2 separate regions of the Arachis hypogaea genome follow, and region 2 is linked to region 1. Evidence: chromatin contacts called from public Hi-C data. All regions are on one chromosome and are shown on one strand. Each heading gives the region's core, a stretch centred on a gene start, on an enhancer-like site or on the middle of the called end of the contact. The rest is flanking DNA. Distances are from core to core; before and after follow the strand shown. Region 1 holds the start of LOC112749868. Region 2 has its middle 7.5 kb from the start of LOC112749875.

Evidence for each region. Hi-C and Micro-C count contacts between places; a contact is called where the count stands out from the background.
Region 2: a Hi-C map of leaf shows a contact between it and region 1, with 2.7 times the contacts expected there. The contact joins the enhancer-like site here to the promoter of LOC112749868 in region 1. A contact is called at or near these places in 2 of 8 Hi-C or Micro-C datasets (both in leaf).

What each region holds. Positions count from the first base shown.
Region 1 is chr15:19,878,766-19,882,050 of arahy.Tifrunner.gnm2.J5K5, forward strand. It overlaps LOC112749868, which reads right to left and starts at 1,653. Exons shown (of 4, transcript XM_025798289.3): 1 at 1,038-1,653; 2 at 1-534. The coding sequence starts at 1,389. It also overlaps LOC112749869.
Region 2 is chr15:19,945,845-19,948,984 of arahy.Tifrunner.gnm2.J5K5, forward strand. No RefSeq gene overlaps it. Among protein-coding and RNA genes, the nearest start is that of LOC112749875, 7.5 kb to the left of the region's middle. Within about 2 kb of position 1,492, at least 1 of the 3 cell types and tissues checked has open chromatin away from gene starts, as enhancers often do.

The DNA of each region.
Region 1 (3,285 bases), core at 403-2,902:
TTAGCAATTCCTTTGCATCGGCCCTTTGTGAACCACGCAAGATACAAGCACCAAGATTCAAAATCTTTCTCTGAATTTCATCGTCCGAATCAATGGTGTCACACGTTTGGAGAAGCTTATTGACATAAGAAATTAGATCAGTCCTCACATCACACCTTCGGCAATGGTACTCTGCATCTAACCCAATACTTCTTCCAACAGTGCCAGCCAAGCGTGCTCGAAGAGCACATTCCATGTGAGCAACATGACCACAGACAGCCTCGTCGTTCTTTGCTTGGCACTTGATGAAACTATATCCACCATAAGCCGAACTAACCATTTTGCTACAAAGAATGCAGCAACAATCACGGCAAAAACCAGGTTCAGAACAGCAAATATCGCACGACATGGCTGGCGAATATTTTTCTACTTCTTCCAATATTAGGCTAGCACACTTCTTATTCCCAGCCTTACATCTAACAGCTTCAGTATCAGAATCTGACTGTTCAGCTGGGATCTGCTTAAGAGGCACAGCAGCTATAGGCAACATATTGCCTACAATGTAGAACATCAGGAGAAAAACATAGTAATTCACAGTATAAACTTTTTAACTGGCGCCAGTGCCAAAGGTAAGAAATAGAAAAGAAAAAAGAAAAGCATCATTTCATAACTAAGAGGAAATGGAATCCAATAGATTTTGTATAATTCTGGGGATTACCAATCAGTTTATCACACACAATGTTCCAATGATGTAGCAAAAATAGAACACCATTCATCACATGAAAAAGATAATCCACCTAATAAGGATGAAGAAATCCATCTTTGTTATTTAGTTTTTGCAATCTTACATCCTTTCTTCGTTCAAATTAAGAATCATCAGTTAAATGTGAGGAAGATAATTCAGCAAAGATCTGAATCCCGTTCACCTTTACACATACATGTTAATATTGCAGAATCACAAAACTTGATCCACTAGAGTCTTCGTGCATGAACTCAATAAAATGCAAAGCAATATATAAAAAACGAGAAAAAGTGAGCAGGAGAAAGGAAGAAGAGACCGTTTGTTGAAGGATAAGGAACGGCAGGGATTCTCCAGGTGAAGGAAGAGAAGAAGGCACCGAGATCAGCTTCGGGGAAATTAGCTTTGAGGTATCGCTCAACGGCAAGCTTGCTGGCGAAGATGTGCTGCTTGCGGGCGGATCCTGAATGGTTGTTGAGACGTTCCGGCAAATACAGGTAGCGATCCTGAAAGTATCCGGCGGGCGTGATCCTCCTCCCGGTCCTCCATCCCCAGTTGTCCCCTTTCTGCGGCCAGTTCTCTGGCGCATATGGCGCGCCTTCACCGGATTCTTCTGGCGCCACCGGCCGATTGTTGAAAGAACCATTCTCTGCTTTTCCATTCTCATTCATCTTACCCTCTTTCTTGCTCGTTAGGGTTTATGGTTTCAGTCAGCTGAGAATTCTATTAAAGGAATATGATTCAGTAAACGGATAAAGTTAGTAATTTGGAGTATTAATTAATAAAAGCGTTTGTTACTTGTTAGTTGAGAATGAGATGAGTGAGAGTGCAAAGTACAAAATTAAAATAGGGTTTTCTTTCCAAATCTTAACAGTAACATACGGAAAATGGTGCTGCCAAGGTCAAAACTCGAAACTAATTGCAAAACTCATGGCAAACAAAAGCAGTAAGTGTGTTTGGAAACTTTTTAATGGGATGAAGTTGAATTAAATTCCTGAAAGAATCTTAAATTTGGAATAAAAAGAATTAAATGAAAAAAAATAGTTGAAGTATATGTAATATTTATTACTATGTTATCCTTGATGAAAAAGAGAAATGAGTATATTTAAAAAATTAAATTATGTTAAGGTTAATTTAGATATTTTAATTTTAAATTCAAATTTTATTAGATTAGATTTGCAAATAAGACATATTTTGGTTTGATTTATTTTTTGACTTGAAAATGAGAATTAAAATTCTCAAAAGAGTTTAAATTGTAAAATTGATGTATTTTTGTGTTTTAAAGCAAGAAAAAAAATTTAATTCTAATGAGGGTTCTAATTCTAATTCTCAAGAAAATTGGACAAAGTGGATTTGAGTTTTTTAATTGAAAAAAAGGAGTATTTTATTTTATATCTTTTAACTAATAATCTAAATACAAAAAATATGAACATATTAGTGCTATTTTTTCCTCACCCACAATACACGATTAAAGGTTTTTTTAAAAATTCAATGCAAAATTTGTTTGCCACTCATGCAGAGTTTGTTACCATTGACAGGACAAAAATTACCAATAAGAGAAAAAACCAAACCATATCTGTAGGTAGAAAAGGAAAAAACCTCAATCACAAGTCACAACACAAGTACTGCTTTATTAAATACATATCTTATGCTCTCTATTCATTTGTGTAATTGTGTGTCAGGGTAGACAATTAGAAAATGCACAAAAGCAACAGAAGAAATTAAGAAAAAATTTAAATTTAACTTACTTATATTATGTAATATATTCTTTCGTTTTATGACGTCAATATGATATATGTTTATTTGAGCAAATGATTCCAGAATTTTTTGATTGACTCTAGAGTCATTCTTACATTGAATTTGGAAGATTATCTGTGTTACTTTTAGTATTTTGTAGCTGTAATTTATGCAGGGAAAGAACTTAATCCATAAAAGATATAGATAACAAAGTAACCACTCTTGCATATTCTTTTACATATATCAACTATAGCAGTCATCGGGATGGGAACCTCTAGAAGAGTATGATAAAATGTTAACCCCTTTATAAACTGATGAATCTTTCTTGTATCGCAGCTACACGCTTGGAACATTTGGCTTTCAACCTCTCCCATGTTGAACAATTGCTGGAATTGAGTTTGCAATCATTGCTTTAGCAGATTTCAGCTCCACTTTTCTAATGATGGATGGTTTCAAGGGCACGACAAATCTCTCTTCTTTTTAACTGAAGTTGCATGATTTGATCATCCATTGATTGTGTGTCTGAGCTACTTTGTCCTCCTTATGTTCTCTGTGATCTTTTTTGAGACAAGAAACCTTAAGCTTCTTTGCCTCAAGTTCTGCTAAGAAATTCTCTTCCACTTCAATGTTGACTATGGCCTCCTTGAAAACCTCACTCATTAATGAAATTTCCTTCACCAACTTCAACTTTATCAGGTGATCAGCACTGAATGCAGGGTTAAGTCCATAGCAAGAAGAGTGGAAAGCTTTGTTCTGCACTCCTTAGCCACTATCAATACCAAAAAAGAAAGCTAGTTAGCCACTGTAGTCCCCTGCAATTCACTAATTCA
Region 2 (3,140 bases), core at 242-2,741, 67 kb after region 1:
GCCCCGAGCGGATAGAGGCGGAATGGGTATCCGCGGGTTCGAGTGGTATTACCATCCCTAAACACACAACACTCTCGTCAATATCAGATCTCATATCTTCAAATATATTTTTTTTAATTATTGAATTATATATATATATATATTTTATTATGTCATATAAAATACAACTTTATAGAATAAAACTAAACCTATATATTCGGTAATTTATAATAATTTAACTATTTCAATTTAATTAATTATATTAATATTGATGGCGTAAGAAACTATTAATCTCCGGTAATTACTAATTAGTTTGGAGTGAATCCATATAACAATTTGGGCTTACATGTATAACCATTTGGGCTCGATTATCAGTCCAAATACCCATTGACTCGAGCTTTTTGTAGTTCATTAAGAAGTGGGTTAACGTGGAAGCTTATTAAGCCCAATTATGCCTTTTTTGTTCATTAGTAAATGAACATGTTTGTCGTCACTATGTTTTCTAATTATTATTAAGAGTAAAAGTGTAAGAGTACTAGTACTAGTGGACAATGGGAAGAAAATGGTGGGTGTGTCAGGGTGGAAAGAAGAAGCGCACGGAGAAGCAATGAAGAAGGATTAAGAAATGGAGGATCGGAGGGTGAAGAGTGTAGAGCATTGAATAGGGGGTGGTCAAATGAATAAAAAGCTGCACTTTAAAGTTGCAACAAATTAAAGAAATTGTGGTACCACATACAAAACGGAACTTCGATAATAACAGCTTCCTCAGATTTCCCTTTCATGTTCTGATCTGCCTCGCAGTCCCATGATTCATTTAATTTGATTATGTAATATCTATTTGTTGTGTTCCAATTAATTGCTCTTGCAATGTCTGACTTTTTTTTATTTTTCATTCTTGTTTTATGTTCAATATTCTCTTCATCTCTTGAAAGGTAAAACTAAACCCAACAACTCCTAGGAACTGTGATTAGTGTAGGTGAATTAACTCTAGTTAGCTATCATCAAAGATAAATGAAAACTCACTCCTGTTATCTTTATATAAAATTGTTAGTTGAGACTGTTAAATGATTTAATATATTTAATTAAATTATTATTTAACGATTTTTAACTATCGATAACAAATATTATCATTGTTTTAATGTGTCCGTTTATGGATAAAGCAGAAAAAGAAAAAGGGAGGCGGCGGGGTCCATGGAAGGAGATCGATCACTTGCTCTCTGAAATGTGAACACATAAACACAAATTACAGTTAAAAGGGAAAAAGAGTATTGGGGTGGGATCTAATAATAGAACGAATAACGTGCTTTCTTTTCTAACGGTTGGTTTAGAACACACCTCTTTTGCCTCTGCACTTCACTTGAGTCCCCCCAAAATAAAGTCAAAAGTGTTTTCTTCTTCTTTTTTTTTTTTTTTTTTTTGTCAATTTAAAACATTAAACTGATATCAATTTGACAATTTTGGTCATCCATCATCATCATCAGTTGTTTCATGCGCCACTTAAGTCCAATTTCCAGTTCATACATCAACCACCGTGTTACTTTATTATGCAAAACGTTTGTCATCACCCTCACAACATCTATCCCCTTTAATTTTTTTTCTTTTCTTTTTTTTTTCCCTAAAAAAAAAGCATTGCTATTAAACAAATCCATATGTGTGTGTGTGTGTGTGAGGGGGCTGTATGCCATTAAAATAATCTTGCCATATGTATGCATGCAAAATTAGAGTAAATAAGTTTCAAGAATTTAATTCTTTTCTGGAATATTGAAACTTTTTATATGAATAAAAAAGCCTATCTTTGATGGACATACATGAATTATTTCACCGTTAAAATGTGACACTTATAAATAATGCAGTTTAGCATTTTGGAAATAAAAAAGCCATCCATCACAAAGTTTAGAGTTAGTAAACCCGAGAGATGTATATGTTCATGGAGATTTTTTCTTTCTTCCAAAGGTATTATTACTTTCTTATTAATTCGTTCTTTCAGTTAACATAAACTAGTTGCATAAGAAATTATTGTAGTTAAGTTAATATCTATTCCCTTTTTTTTTTCGTGAAAAATCTTGATGGCATCGTGCTTTACATTCAAAATTGTAGGAATGGAAATGATTGACGAAGTTTTAGCTTAGACAAGACATGAACGACCTTTTAAGCTTTAATAATTAATTAGTTACCGTTTCATATATTATAACGTGCTTTACGGCTGTTCTTTGAGTTTGAAACTTCCTTTTTGGAGTTCTTAATACTCAGTTTATATATAATAGTTTTACTCTCTGTTTTTAGACATTCAACGGGAGAAGTGTCCATGTATCCCTAGAAAAAAAAAATGGTTATTTATACACTAAAATTAATCACTAAAGTTAATTATTAATATATTTATGTATAAATATATTTATAATTTAATTTATTTTTAATGTGTATTTATATTTTAATATGTATATTATACTGATGATTGATTTTGGTGATTGATTTTGATATATACATAGCATAATCAAAAAATAAAACCTTGATTATTTACATTTTATCAATTGAAAATCATCGAATAGCAATCAGACCATTATTAATGAACAGTAAATATTTAATTTGATATTTTTTTATTTTTTTAAACAATAAGGCGATTTTTATGTAAAAAGGTGAAATATTTTGGCTTCTAACAAAATTATTTTATAATAATACGATTCTTTATTAAAAATTTATTAAATAAAAATAAAAATCAACGTTGTAGAGAGTTTTATTTGTAGTTTATGAAATTTTAAATCTCATAAAATTATTTTCAACAATAAAATCAACTATTATCATTACAATCACCATCTTTTTCATCATCGTTATAATTTCTATCTCAACCACTTCAATTGTAAAATTATATCGTGTTATTATCATTATCTCATCTACTACCATCAACACTAATAACAACACCATCAACATCACCAACATCACTACTATTCTCTTTTCTCATTTTTTATGCAACATTATTTTTTCTTTTTGAAATGTTTTTGTATTGTAATTATTTTTTTGTAATATTATTTTTTATAATGTTTTTTTTCTTTAACTACCATTAATAAAGAAATTTTTTAAAAATAAATTTATTAATAGTTTATAAAAATTTAAAATTTCTATAAATTATAAATAAAATTTTCACATAATTATTTTTTATTATTATT